Regions from separate parts of the Mus musculus genome. Here region 1 is linked to region 2. The links are chromatin contacts, called in public Hi-C maps. All regions are on one chromosome and are shown on one strand. The core of a region is the stretch at or near the end of the contact, and the rest is flanking DNA. Distances in the headings are between cores, read along the strand shown.

What was found. Hi-C and Micro-C count contacts between places; a contact is called where the count stands out from the background.
Region 1: a contact with region 2 is called in a Hi-C map of B cells, with 6 read pairs. The contact joins the promoter of 1700034P13Rik here to the enhancer-like site in region 2. A contact is called at or near these places in 4 of 39 promoter capture datasets (the C10 cell line, cranial neural crest, hippocampal neurons and 1 more), 1 of 484 Hi-C or Micro-C datasets (B cells) and 1 of 115 datasets of contacts at active chromatin or transcription factors (the 230-238 cell line).

What each region holds. Positions count from the first base shown.
Region 1 is chr1:9,743,978-9,750,983 of GRCm38.p6, reverse strand. 1700034P13Rik (RIKEN cDNA 1700034P13 gene) reads right to left here and starts at 3,336. Exons shown (of 4, transcript NR_040462.1): 1 at 2,380-3,336. Vcpip1 (valosin containing protein (p97)/p47 complex interacting protein 1) reads left to right here and starts at 2,602. Exons shown (of 3, transcript NM_173443.3): 1 at 2,602-5,534. The coding sequence starts at 2,828.
Region 2 is chr1:7,160,473-7,167,155 of GRCm38.p6, reverse strand. It overlaps Pcmtd1 (protein-L-isoaspartate (D-aspartate) O-methyltransferase domain containing 1), which reads right to left. Exons shown (of 6, transcript NM_183028.3): 4 at 6,093-6,264; 5 at 3,785-3,908. Among named protein-coding and RNA genes, the nearest start is that of Pcmtd1, 75 kb to the right of the region's middle. Within about 2 kb of position 3,210, at least 18 of the 459 cell types and tissues checked have an H3K27ac peak or open chromatin away from gene starts, as enhancers often do. A contact at or near this core is called in the 230-238 cell line and B cells, where this site is marked.

The DNA of each region.
Region 1 (7,006 bases), core at 2,087-4,586, 2.6 Mb before region 2:
TCATGAGTTCTATGCCAGACTTGTCCACACAGTGAATTCCAAGCTAGTTATGATTATATAGTGACAGCCTGTCTTGGGAAGGAAAGAGCTTCAACTTCAGCCATATATTGTATCTGTAATCCCAGCACCTATAAGGAAGATTGAGTTTGAGGCCAGCCTGAGCTAGAGGTCAAAACTGATAGCCTGTGCTACACAGAGAGACCCTGTCTAGCAAAACAAAATAAGACAAAAACAAAACAAAAAACCTCCTCTGTGCCTATGGCTCAGGCCTGTAATTGCAGCTAGTCCAGAGGCATAGACAGGAGGATGGAAAATCAGGGGTCTATCTGGGCTATAGAGTGAGTTCTAGACCAGCCTAAGAAACTTGGGCCTTGTCTCAAAACAAAGATTAAAAAGAAGCCTGGGATCACAACTCAGCTGTAAAGTTCATTTCTAGCATCCATGAGACCCTAGGTTCAATCTTCAACATTACAAATTAAAAACAAATACAGCTTTGGAACAATTTCTATTACATTTGCTTTTAACCCTAATTATGTTACTAATGAGGACTCAGACACTGAATAAAGTACTTAACTTACTGTTGCTCAGTTTCTTCATCTCCAAAATAGAACTGGTTATGATGGTACCTGTTTCAATATTTTAATGTTAACTAAATACACAGGAAAGATGCTAATGTACAGTTGGTGGTAAGTAAATACACAGGAAAGATGCTAATGTACAGTTGGTGGTAAGTAGGCGTTAGTAGCTACTACTACTACTGTTATTATTAAACAATTTTGATCCCTTTAAAAACAACAATAAGCATACTAAAGTGGAGAGGTGAAAGCCTGTATGGCCCCAACCCTGCACAAAGAACTCTAAGCAGTGAAGGAATGTTGAGAGGAGAGGAAGCAGTCTTACCTAGGGAAGAGCACACCAGTAACTTATCCCATACCAAATAATCAACCTTGAAAACATGCATGCAAATAACAGTATACAGACTGAACAGGTTGTACTTATGTATTTAGAAATACATGACTATGTCATAGTAAGCAATGAAAAAGCTATTATTTTTACATTACTTTTAATTAAAATAATAATCAGATAACTTCAACTTCTGTCCACTTCTGTCAAGTGGACAGAAATAAACATAGAGCCTAATTATCCTGAATTTCAGAGAAAAGAGTGTGTTTAACACAAAGAACAGTTATAGATCTACACACACACACACACACACACACACACACACATACAGTTTGAAAAATGCATCAGTTGAGACCACGAATTTGAAAGAGAGCAAGGAGGGGCATATATGAGGGTTAGGAAGGAGGAATGGGAAGGGACATATAATTATATTATAGTCTAAAAAATAGAGTGAAGTGAAAATCTCCTATATATTATGCAGGCTGGGATTATATCTCAGTTAGTAGAATGCCTGCCTATCATGCATGAAGCTCCAAGTTCAGCCCTTAACACTGCATAACCTAGGTGTAGTGGTATGTACCTCTGACCCTGGCATTTGGGAGGTGGAGGCAGAAGACAGAAAGTTCAAGGTCAATTCTCTACTATAGGGAGTTTGAGGTCTGCCTGGGCTAAAAAAGTAAAACTGTATACTATATATGCATAGAAAAACCTTAATAATTGTGATCTCTAACTGCTAACAGACAACGTTAACTTTCTTTTAAACTTATTTTTTAAACATTTGATGACAAGCAATTTCCTTAACACTTAAAAAAGAAGACAGGTTGGTGGCAAACATCTTTAGTCCCATCACTCAGGAGATAGAGGCAGGTGGATCTCTGTGGATTTGAGGCCACCCTCGTCTATTTAGTGAATTCTACACAAACAAACAAACAAATAAACAAATAAACAGACAGACAGACAGACATACAAAAAGACAAATATAATAACAGGATGTTTTCTTTAAAAGTGTTCTTACAAGTTGGCGATCAGTAATTCTCAAACTGTGACCTTTCATCATTAACCTACCAGCTTATAACTACGAATAAGATAGAAGCTCAGTTACGGCACTTGCTAGCTAAGTGGTAATTTTAAAAAAATGACATCGTATTTGAAAAATTAATATACTTAAAAAAAAAAGTAGCCTCATAGAAAACTCCTTCCATGTTCTTAGGACCTTTAACCCGGACTTCCTAGCAGTGGTGGTGGACTTTAGACCCTCTTCCACACCAATCCTTTGCACTTTTGTTTTCCCCAAGCACACTCCTTTCTGCGCAAGGGGAAAGTGCAGGGGGACACTACCCACAGCAGCCTAGGAATGTGATTTCTCTGACTCTTTCTCGTGGGCCATAGAATGGGGGACAAACTACAAAAGAGATCCAGTTAAAAATACAACTACCGACAAGCTCCGCGAATCATCGACTTCCTTTCTGCCCCCACCTTCCGAGTGCCTTCCTCTTCCTCCTCCCCGCGTGCGTCGAGTCGCTTTGCATCACGGTATTTGAAGTTCTTTCTGGACGGAAGCGCCTAGCACTCCTTCGCGAGAGAGGAGCCGGAAGACTCTGGTTCCCAGAGGGCAGAGCAGAAGCTACGCCTGCGCAGTCTCAGTGAGGGCGTGTATGTCTGTGTCTGAGGGAGAGAGCGAGAGTGAGTGAGTGTGAGTGCGGGGTGGGGTGGTGGCCGTTACGTTCGGGGCAACGGCTAAGGCAGTGGAGAAGTGAGAAGAGAAACAACGTCCGGCGCTTCCGCCTTCGCCTAGGAGGAGGAGGAACTGGTAGGAAAAGGAAAGCCATTCGCCCTGGGCCTGGACTAGACCTCGTCGGGCCGGCGGAGGTCTGGCTATGTGCCTTTGAGGGTCGCTTGGGACGCCGAGCGAGAGCCGAGAGCGATGTCTCAGCCGCCGCCGCCTCCTCCGCTGCCGCCGCCGCCGCCTCCCCCTGAGGCTCCGCAGACTTCGTCGTCTCTGGCGGCGGCGGCTTCTCCGGGGGGCCTTTCGAAACGAAGGGACCGAAGAATCCTTTCCGGGAGTTGCCCGGATCCCAAGTGCCAGGCGCGCCTCTTCTTCCCGGCCTCGGGTTCTGTCAGCATCGAGTGTACCGAGTGCGGACAGCGGCACGAGCAGCAACAGCTGCTGGGAGTGGAGGAGGTGACCGACCCGGACGTAGTGCTGCACAATCTGCTGCGGAACGCGCTACTCGGAGTGACGGGGGCTCCCAAGAAGAACACGGAACTGGTAAAGGTGATGGGCCTCTCCAACTACCACTGCAAATTATTGTCGCCAATATTGGCACGCTATGGAATGGACAAACAAACGGGCCGGGCCAAGCTTCTCCGGGACATGAACCAAGGCGAACTGTTCGATTGCGCGTTACTTGGTGACCGGGCCTTCCTCATCGAACCAGAGCACGTCAACACAGTGGGCTATGGCAAGGACCGCTCCGGAAGCCTCCTGTATTTGCACGACACGCTCGAGGATATCAAACGGGCTAATAAAAGTCAAGAATGCCTCATCCCAGTGCATGTGGATGGGGATGGACACTGCCTAGTGCATGCTGTGTCTAGGGCTCTAGTAGGCCGAGAGCTCTTCTGGCATGCTCTGAGGGAGAATCTTAAGCAGCACTTTCAGCAGCACCTAGCCCGATATCAAGCCCTGTTTCATGACTTTATTGATGCTGCCGAGTGGGAGGACATTATCAATGAATGTGACCCTCTGTTTGTGCCACCTGAAGGTGTCCCCTTAGGCCTGAGGAATATCCACATATTCGGCCTTGCCAATGTGTTACATCGTCCCATAATTCTTTTAGATTCCCTCAGCGGCATGAGAAGCTCTGGTGATTATTCAGCCACCTTTCTACCTGGCCTCATACCTGCAGAGAAATGCACTGGGAGAGATGGTCATTTGAACAAGCCAATCTGTATTGCGTGGAGTAGCTCTGGTAGAAACCATTATATTCCCTTGGTAGGCATAAAGGGGGCTGCCCTGCCCAAACTACCCATGAATTTGTTACCTAAAGCATGGGGTGTGCCTCAGGACCTTATTAAAAAGTACATCAAGCTTGAGGAGGATGGTGGCTGTGTTATTGGAGGAGACAGAAGTTTGCAGGATAAGTACTTACTTAGGCTGGTTGCTGCTATGGAAGAAGTCTTTATGGACAAACATGGTATCCATCCTAGTTTGGTTGCTGATGTACATCAGTATTTCTACAGAAGGACTGGGGTGATAGGAGTTCAGCCTGAGGAAGTTACAGCAGCTGCTAAAAAGGCAGTAATGGACAATCGCCTTCACAAGTGTTTGCTTTGTGGTGCCCTTTCTGAACTTCATGTCCCTTCTGAGTGGTTGGCTCCAGGAGGGAAACTGTATAACTTGGCAAAAAGTACTCATGGGCAGTTGAGGCCTGACAAAAATTACAGCTTTCCCTTAAACAATTTGGTTTGTTCATATGATCCAGTAAAAGATGTTCTGCTACCAGACTATGGATTGAGTAATCTAACAGCTTGTAATTGGTGCCATGGCTCATCTGTGCGAAGAGTCAGAGGAGATGGCTCTATTGTGTATTTGGATGGAGACAGAACTAATTCTAGGTCTACTGGTGGCAAATGTGGTTGTGGATTCAAACATTTTTGGGAAGGTAAAGAGTATGACAATCTTCCAGAAGCTTTTCCTATCACTTTGGAGTGGGGAGGAAGAGTAGTCAGAGAAACAGTATATTGGTTTCAGTATGAAAGCGATCCATCTTTGAATAGTAATGTTTATGATGTTGCAATGAAACTTGTTACCAAGCACTTTCCAGGTGAATTTGGGAGTGAGATCCTAGTTCAGAAAGTTGTCCACACTATATTGCATCAGACTGCAAAAAAAAATCCGGACGATTACACTCCTGTAAATATAGATGGTGCTCATGCTCAGAGAGTTGGAGATGTGCAAGGACAAGAATTGGAGTCGCAGCTACCAACTAAAATTATTCTTACTGGACAGAAAACAAAAACTTTGCATAAGGAAGAATTAAACATGAGTAAAACTGAAAGAACTATTCAACAGAACATCACAGAACAAGCTTCTGTGATGCAGAAACGGAAAACAGAGAAATTAAAACAAGAGCAAAAGGGGCAGCCCAGAACTGTTTCTCCAAGTACTATTCGTGATGGGCCATCATCTGCACCTGCCACCCCCACCAAGGCTCCCTACTCACCTACCACTTCTAAGGAGAAGAAGATTCGAATAACAACTAACGATGGACGGCAGTCTATGGTTACCCTTAAGCCTTCAACAACCTTTTTTGAGCTTCAGGAAAGTATAGCCAGAGAGTTCAACATTCCTCCATATTTACAGTGTATTCGATATGGCTTTCCTCCTAAAGAGTTAATGCCACCCCAGGCAGGGATGGAAAAGGAGCCAGTTCCTTTACAGCACGGTGACAGAATTACAATAGAGATCTTAAAAGGAAGAGCAGAAGGTGGTCCATCCACTGCTGCACACTCAGCCCACACTGTGAAACAAGAAGAGATTGCTGTTACTGGTAAACTGTCATCTAAGGAACTTCAGGAGCAAGCTGACAAAGAAATGTACTCCTTGTGTCTTTTAGCTACATTAATGGGTAAGAGCAATTAAACTCTGATGGTGTATTTTTATTGTGAGTATGAAATACTGAGGATTTTGTTGTTGTGGAGAGGGAAAAGAAAAACCTGTTGTTACCATAAATATTTGATTCTATACATAGGAGAAAATTATTTTCCTGTTTGGTAGTAGATACTAATATGATTATTGAGTGAATTAGAACAGCTTGAAACTACAGAATGAAAGTAGTTACTCAACTGTAAATGAGATTAATTAAATTTATTTCAAAATTTATTTTTAAAAAATGTATTTATAGTTAAAGCCCTTTCTTTTTCTCCCTTTCTGAGCTCCATCTTGATCATTTTTCATTTATTTTTAATTTCATTTTCCTGTCTGTCATGTGATTTCAGGACTTCCTGTTTGATGAATTGCAGTTTCTGGTGTTTATAGTCTCACTGAGCTCCCACCTACTAGCCTATCTCTTCCATTTCCGGTTCTTCCTTCATTATGTTTTTCTTATGTGTATGATAGGTTTTGTGTTTAATTTTATGGTTCAGTGACTCTGGCATAATTGCAGTGAATAGCTCATAAGAAACAAACAAGAAAGATGGCAATGGGGTTAGGAATTTCTTTTTGATAATTTAGTATAAATTGAAGGAAAATATACTATCAGCTAAATACTGTAATTTCAGCCTTTAGATAATTTGGGATCCTGCCTAGTGGTACGCTATTTACATTATTTGCTTAATCTTTGTCTTTAAGTTGGTGTGTTAACATGCTTTACACAGTTTTCAAGTATGAAGAAAATTTAAAGGTTAGTTGTTACAAGAGACTTAATTTTGTTGAGATTAGACCTTTTTGCTAGAAAAGGGCTGGCTTTTAATTCTGTTTTCTCAGACTACTAAATAGTAGTGAATTGGGCCTTGGTCTACTATAATGATTTGTTATTACTGGCTTTAAGTTGGGAGCCTACTCATGGGAGATATAAAAGCTGTACAAACTTTCAACTTGATATTGTCCATTTTGGTTTGGTAGGCATAAAAACTGAATTGGGTAAATGAGGAAAATACCTAATAAAAAATATTAAAAAAGAAAAAAAACTGAATTGGGGAAATCATCCGAGGTATTTTCTATATTTCTGAGACATTGTGGTTTCTTAGAGATTTTGTGGAATAGAAGAATGGCTGTATGATGTTGGGAATCAGAAGACACAATTTGATTCTTGGCTCAAATTACTTAGTGATTTCAGGAAAACTATTAACTCCCCAATATTTCAATTGCTTCTGTACAAAAGATCACTTGTAGTTGATATGAACATGGGTAAAGTATTCCCAGAACTCTGAAAATAACATCCTCACAAAATGGGCAAAATTAGGTATATACAGAATTTTTTTTTCTGACTGCCTGGCCAGAAAATATTTTAAGACTGGCAGTTTCCTAAGCTAAAACAGCGTGATAATGTCTGTCTTAAGAGAGGGTAAATTTGAACATTTATGTGGTGAATATCTGCTG
Region 2 (6,683 bases), core at 1,961-4,460:
TGCTTTCAGAGACTGTTGTTTATATACAGAATGAGTTAATATAGAAAATATATCTTGGCTCTGAGATTAACAACTATCTTGATGCCAATCCCATTTCATCAACTCTCTCCCTCTTCCATCCCCACTTAAATTACTTCTATTGAAAATGCATTTCAGGGGGATGATGGATTCTTTTAGTTGGACCCTGTACATTGCAAATTATCGTAATTCACTGTCTTCCTTCCCTCGTTTGTCCCCCCCCCCCCCCCCCCGCTCCCATTGTGTGTACCGTGATGGTGTGTATTTGCATGTGGATACGCACATGCCACAGCACATGCACGGAGGCCCAGAGGATGGCTTTCGGGAGTTGATTTTCTCCTTCTACTGTGGGTTCCTGGGATCAAATGCAAGTCATTAGGCTTGTTCTACAAATATTATCTGTAGCCACTGAACCTTCTTGCTGGCCCTTGCTAAGTTTATTTCTAGTTTATACTCATACATATCCAACAAAGGTCCAATAGCTGGCTATCTTATTTACCATTTCTATTTTTGTAATGGTGAATGAAAACTGAAAACCTGCAGAACAGTGTTCATGCCAATTATCAGTTACACTGTTAGCATGTAATCATACTTGTAGCTAAGACACATAAACACTAACCTAAAGGAAGTGTCAGATAAAGAAGAATGTGAAGTTTTCTTGAGTAAAGTGTTTCCATGGCAGCTGCAAAGCCTAATAGAAAGAAGTGTGCTCATATACAAAGCTCCTGCTGTGTAAGAACACCAGCATGGGCAGCATGGGCCACAGAGGGTTTAGTACTTTCCACTGGGCTATGAGAACCCAAAGTATCAAAAATAGCCACAATTCTGTCTGAAAAAATGGGAAAATGGCGTTATATCATTATTTCTTCCATTAACTAGTACTTTAGTTAGTAAAGAATGACATGAGTATGCAGACGGCATCAAACAACTATAAACCATGTACAAGTGACAATTCTCATTTGAGTCAGGTGCTAGATAGCCAGCACATATTCCTGATTTCAGTAGTCTAGAAGGATATGAATGCTGCAGCTCAGTCATTTCAAATTTCTATCAGAATGAGTCTCCTTTAATTCTTTAACTTCTCTTATTTTTTGTTTTCTGTTAAATGTGGATATTTTTATGTGGTTTGTCTCTTGTACATTGTTATTACCAAATAGCCAATAAGCATTTTTAAAAGGTTGGTTATGAATAGTTTCTAAATTATGAAAATTTAAAAATTTTTCAGAACTGAGAGCTTAGTCTCTTTCTAAATGAGATGAAAATAGAAACACAAAGTCAAGATGGAAGAACTTTATAAATCCTTAAAAGTAGTCACTATGTCTCCATAGCACTCTCTAGGGTCCAGGTGAAGAAACCTTTATGCCAATGACACACCCAGAGAATGATACTTACCATAGGACCCAAAGGTCTCAGAGTCTACCTCTCTTAATTTCCCCGAAATAGCTTGTGATTTGTGTATGTAAAAAACAAAAACAAAAACAAAAACAAAAAAAAACCAAAAAAAAACCACCTTTGGCTACATATGTCTCTGATGCGGCCATAAAACTCATACAAAACAGCTAGGCTCTGCTCACTCATGTGTATGCTTCCTGTAACTGGGCGGACAAGTCTAAGAGAACCATGCAAATCTAAGCTCCTTCCCTCTCGCTGATCCTGCTGGGTTAAGTGAGCTGTGACACAACAATCATTAAGGTATCTGACCTCTCTGAGTTTATCATCCCTCAAATGCTAAGAACTAAGGAAGTGGATCAAACAGGTAATGAATTTCCCAAGACTCCCACCTGCTTTTTACTAACCATTATTACAGGTCACATACTAGGCAAAGCATTTTAGTTCCAATGTCAGATGGTTAAAAATAAAATTTAAAAAAAAAAAACAAAAAAACCAAAAAGACAAAACAAAAAAAGAAAATCAAACAAGTACTAAGAATAAAATGGGTTTTCTGTATAAATCCAAATTCCTATGAAATAAAAGCAAATTAAATGAGAGGTTCATCTGTAGTAAAGCTTTATTTAATGGTTAACAAAACTATGATATATTCAAAGCTAGTTAACGGTAGTTTCCCTTTCTTTCTCAAGGATCAGGTGAAATGCCTACCACACGCTCCTTGAGACTCTTTTTGTTGGTCTCCGACATCTCATATACTTAGGTCCCATCTTTACTAAGGAGTCTCACTGTTTTATCTTGAATTTGTGGGTAACAGGTCCAACTCAAATCCCTCTTCCCTACCTCTTATCTCTACTTTCCTTGGATAATTTAATCTATTTGTTGTCCAAGCACTGCTTCAGACACCGTCTTTGACAGTGAAGATTCGGTACTGATATTTCAGTTGTTTAGTAGGTTTTGGACCGAAAGGCTTCCTGACACTTAAAAACTCGTAGGCACCTCAAACATACCCCAAAGAAAATGTCCACACTCTCTTCCCCTCCTTCCAAATAATGTAACACAAACATACTCAGCTAGTCATTAAAGGGAAAACCAATTCCTCTTCCTCCACCCACATTCCTCACATTGTGGTATTTTTCTGCCTTCAAGCAATTCTATCCACACCCACATAAGCTATCCTCACAATAACTAGTCCACTGTCCAGGTGATGATCCATCCTCCACAGGCACCAAACATGCTCCTGATCTTGAACTCCTCATGTTCTTCATGAGCCTAACACCTTCTATAGTCACTATCTTGGAAAGATGCTGCCACTCAATGTAGTGGACTTGCACTTCAGCACTCAGAAGGTAGAGGCATGAAGAATATGAGTGCAAGGCCATCCTTGGCTTTACAGTGAACAGGAGACCCTGACTCGAGAAGAGAAGAGAAGAGAAGAGAAGAGAAGAGAAGAGAAGAGAAGAGAAGAGAAGAGAAGAGAAGAGAAGAGAAGAGAAGAGAAGAGAAGAGAAGAGATAAATGACACTGCCATAAACACTTGGCCAAGTAGGGTCTCTGACAGCATTCTCATTGTAATTCCGACCATGGAGCAGTAGCAGACAAGCCTTCCTTCCTGCTACCCTTAGCCTAGATGCTCTTCTACTATGAGGAGGAATCAAACTGAAGTCATTTTGAGAGAGCTTTCCATTTTGAATAGGGGTCAAATAAACTCTAAGTTCCCAAACCTCCCTAGGTAACTGACATCCTGTTTGGTAGAGAAAGAGACATGTATGTGGGTAACTGACATCCTGGAGGGCAGGTTGAGACATGAGTGCTAAGCAAGTTGCCCTGCCACAGTTGAATAAACCAACCAATGACTACAGGGTAAGTGTACCACATAGGGAAATGTCCCTAGGAAAGTTTCTTTTCCCTGAATTTTGATTGGTAGAAAAATGTAACTGTAACTTGGCACAGATGTTTGTGGTTTTCAGGCTTAAAAGTTCTGTAACATTCTGGCTGAGGGGCTGGGGTGGGAATTGCAGTTCATCTCACAAGTCTCGACACCCCTGATTGATCAGTAGGAGCTGATTAGAATAAAATGTTGTTTTCTGTATTGACTTGGTGTCTGAATTGTGCTGGATCTAAGTGTACTCTATAACACCACAGTTACTTCCTACTACATTACAAACTAGTAAGTTTACAGTTGGTATGATCCGATTCTCTAAGTTTCTTGAAGGAAGATACAGCGCCCCATACTACATAAAGACTTGACTTTTTTTCTAAATTAAGAATAATCAACCTACTCATTGCATTATTGCCATATTCAATTTGTTATAATCATATATATGATCTACTAAATGCCATCAGTGACAACTCATTCTGGGTTCAAATATCTACTTACGGAGCCCCACAGAGTCCGGTGTGCCATTATCATTCTTACTAGGCTGTACTAGTGGTGCAAAGGAAACCGCAAGGATATTTTTACTTTCCCAAGTGTTTTGTCCAGTCCGCATAATCTGTGTCAACTATTTGGAGTGAAACAAGAAAGAAGCAATTCAATTACTTTAATGTCAAATTTTTACAAGAATAATTGTTAATGAGAAGTTAACATTTAAATGCAACCAAGATATTTCTACTCAATTATGTATTATAACACAAGAAATCTACCATGTACTCCACAGGAAATGCATGCCTGCTACTTTAAGTCTGAGCTTACAGAACCCAGGGGAGAACCTACTACTATTGTCTGACTAAACAGACTAAATAGTAATCAACTCTCCATCATGACTGATGTTACTCAGTCCTTATTGGAGACTCACAATTTGTCAAACTCCAGAGAGTAAGTGTTTGTGGAGTACTCAGCCATAAACAGGACATCTACATCACACCTTCTCAATGCTCAGGGAACATCCCCCCCAAAAGAGGACAGAAAAACTGTAAGAGTCAGAGATCATACAGCATTACTACAAAATGGTGTTTTCTCAACATGACAAGACCATGGCACCCATGGGCACATAGCAGTTTATGATCAAAATTTCAGCATTTCCATCCAGGAAGGCCTCATAAGGCCCCACCCACAGCTGAGGTATGTATTGATAGATGATGGCTGCTAGGAAAACGAAAATCAGTTTCCTTTAGGAATGGTGTCCTTGTTAGGCTGACCATTCTCCAGTGAATGGTGCTAATTTTAGAATGCCTATAATTGTTTGTATGTATGAAATTCACAATGAATAAATTTATGTATATATGCCATTGAAGGATTCATACACATGTGGTCTGGGAAGGACCTCGTTGAGTATGTGCACATGCACACGTGTGGAAACCAGAACTGAAAGCTGGAGTTACAGGCATCTGCCGGACAACCAGCTTACTACTGGAGTCTGGATTCTAGCTCTTGCCCTAGGACTGCACAAAAAGCATTCTGAACAAGTGAGCCATGTGTCTCTAGTTTCAAGACAGATGTTTCAATACAAAAGGAATATCCAAATATGGATAAACTACGTCTCTATGTTACACCCAGCTTCTATAAGCTTCTACAAGTATCCGTACAGATCTGTCCACAACACTGCCTCCCTAAATAAATTTCTGAAATAGGTTCAGTCATTTGGTTAGAGTACTGTTAGGAGGACTATACCAGTGAACTCACTTTATGCTCTTCTATAACAGGGGTAAGAGATTCTAATTCTAACCTTAATTTCACATCACAAATAGAGCCAGAGAGATGGCTGCCTGTAAGAATGCTTGCTGCCAAACATGTAACCTGAGTTTCATTCCTGAGACTCACATGCCAAAGGAGAAAACAACTCTTACAAGTTGTCTTTTGACTTCCAAATGTGTTCTGTGGCATGCCCAGATACACCCACACATACATGATAAATGTAGTTTAATGCTTTAAATAATCGCAAAAAGAAGCATATTAATTCAGTAAACATATCCAATTTTAGAATGTCTATAATCCCAGTATGCATGAACTAAGACATCAATGTTCTATACTGCAGGTTAGCTTGAGTTATATAACAAGATCCTTGCTCAAGAAAAACATATTTTCAAACACATCATTAAAGGAACTCAAGCAAGTCAGTAATTATAGGTGTAAACTTCAGAAATGCTCAAGTAAATCAAGTAAAGTACATGGAACTGTGTAGATATGTGTTAAACACAGTGTACACTTGCTCTCATCTCCACACCTTCACACTGAGCCAGCCATGCCCAAGTTTTCTGTGTACATGTGTGTTGCCACGGAGAGTTCGTAGCCTTACCTGGGAGTTAAGCCCTCTACAACTCAAACACATCCCTGGTCCTTCCAAAAGCATTTCTAATAATTTTTAGCATTCTTATCTACTGAGCCAACTTTCTAGCCTGGTTTTGTTTCTTAAAAGGCTCATTTTATTTATGAAGCTAAGTGCTTGAAGCTAGCCATGCACCAGAGTTGACATGTTACAGGTAGAGGGTATGCATTCAAATGAGGAGCTTGGCTGACTGGCGGAGGCTGACTATTCAAGTGAGCTCTAGTCTCCCATCATATTTCCTCTCTACATCTGCTTGGCTTAAAATATTTAAGGATCTCTTTCAAGCTTCTTTCTATGTATATACATAAACAGATCTATAAAAATGTTTCTTCTTTAAAGTTACAATCTATCTTTCTCTGTCAGAGTCCTAATTCCCAATGTTACAACTGTCCTGTGACAAATGCAGGACAGTAAAAGTACCTGATCCTCTATAGGCATGACCAATATGCCCCCAACTTTGAGTAAGATCTTCATGTAGTTTTCGTGGTCTTTCTGGACTCCAGCTCCACAGTAAATTCGATCATACTGATGACTGTCAGAAGCTATCTGAAGGCAATTACCCACCACAAATGCGGGTTCACAGAATTCAAATCTATGTGGGAAAACAAACATTTTAATTGGTTTTAACAAAACATTAGTTCTTTAACAAATCCCCATAATCCTGTCTTAGAAAACGCAAGGCAACCAAAATTAATTTTAAGAATAAAATATAATTAGGAAATCTTATTTAAAAATAAGTGAAATTTAACATTGACCAAGTATGTTGGTTTTTTATCTACGATACAGCATACAAAGCATTAACCTATTTTGGGCCATATGAAACTTTACTAGAAGTGAAGCATAGAAGTAAATATAATGAAAGTCCATCAAACCACAATTTTGAGATGCTTTTATAACTTCAGCTTTGGCCCCTATGATTTTCTTAAGTGACACAAAAGGAGATATGGTTTCAAGATTCTTCAAATTAAATCATAATGCTGGTTCCTGGTAATATTATACATCAACAGACTA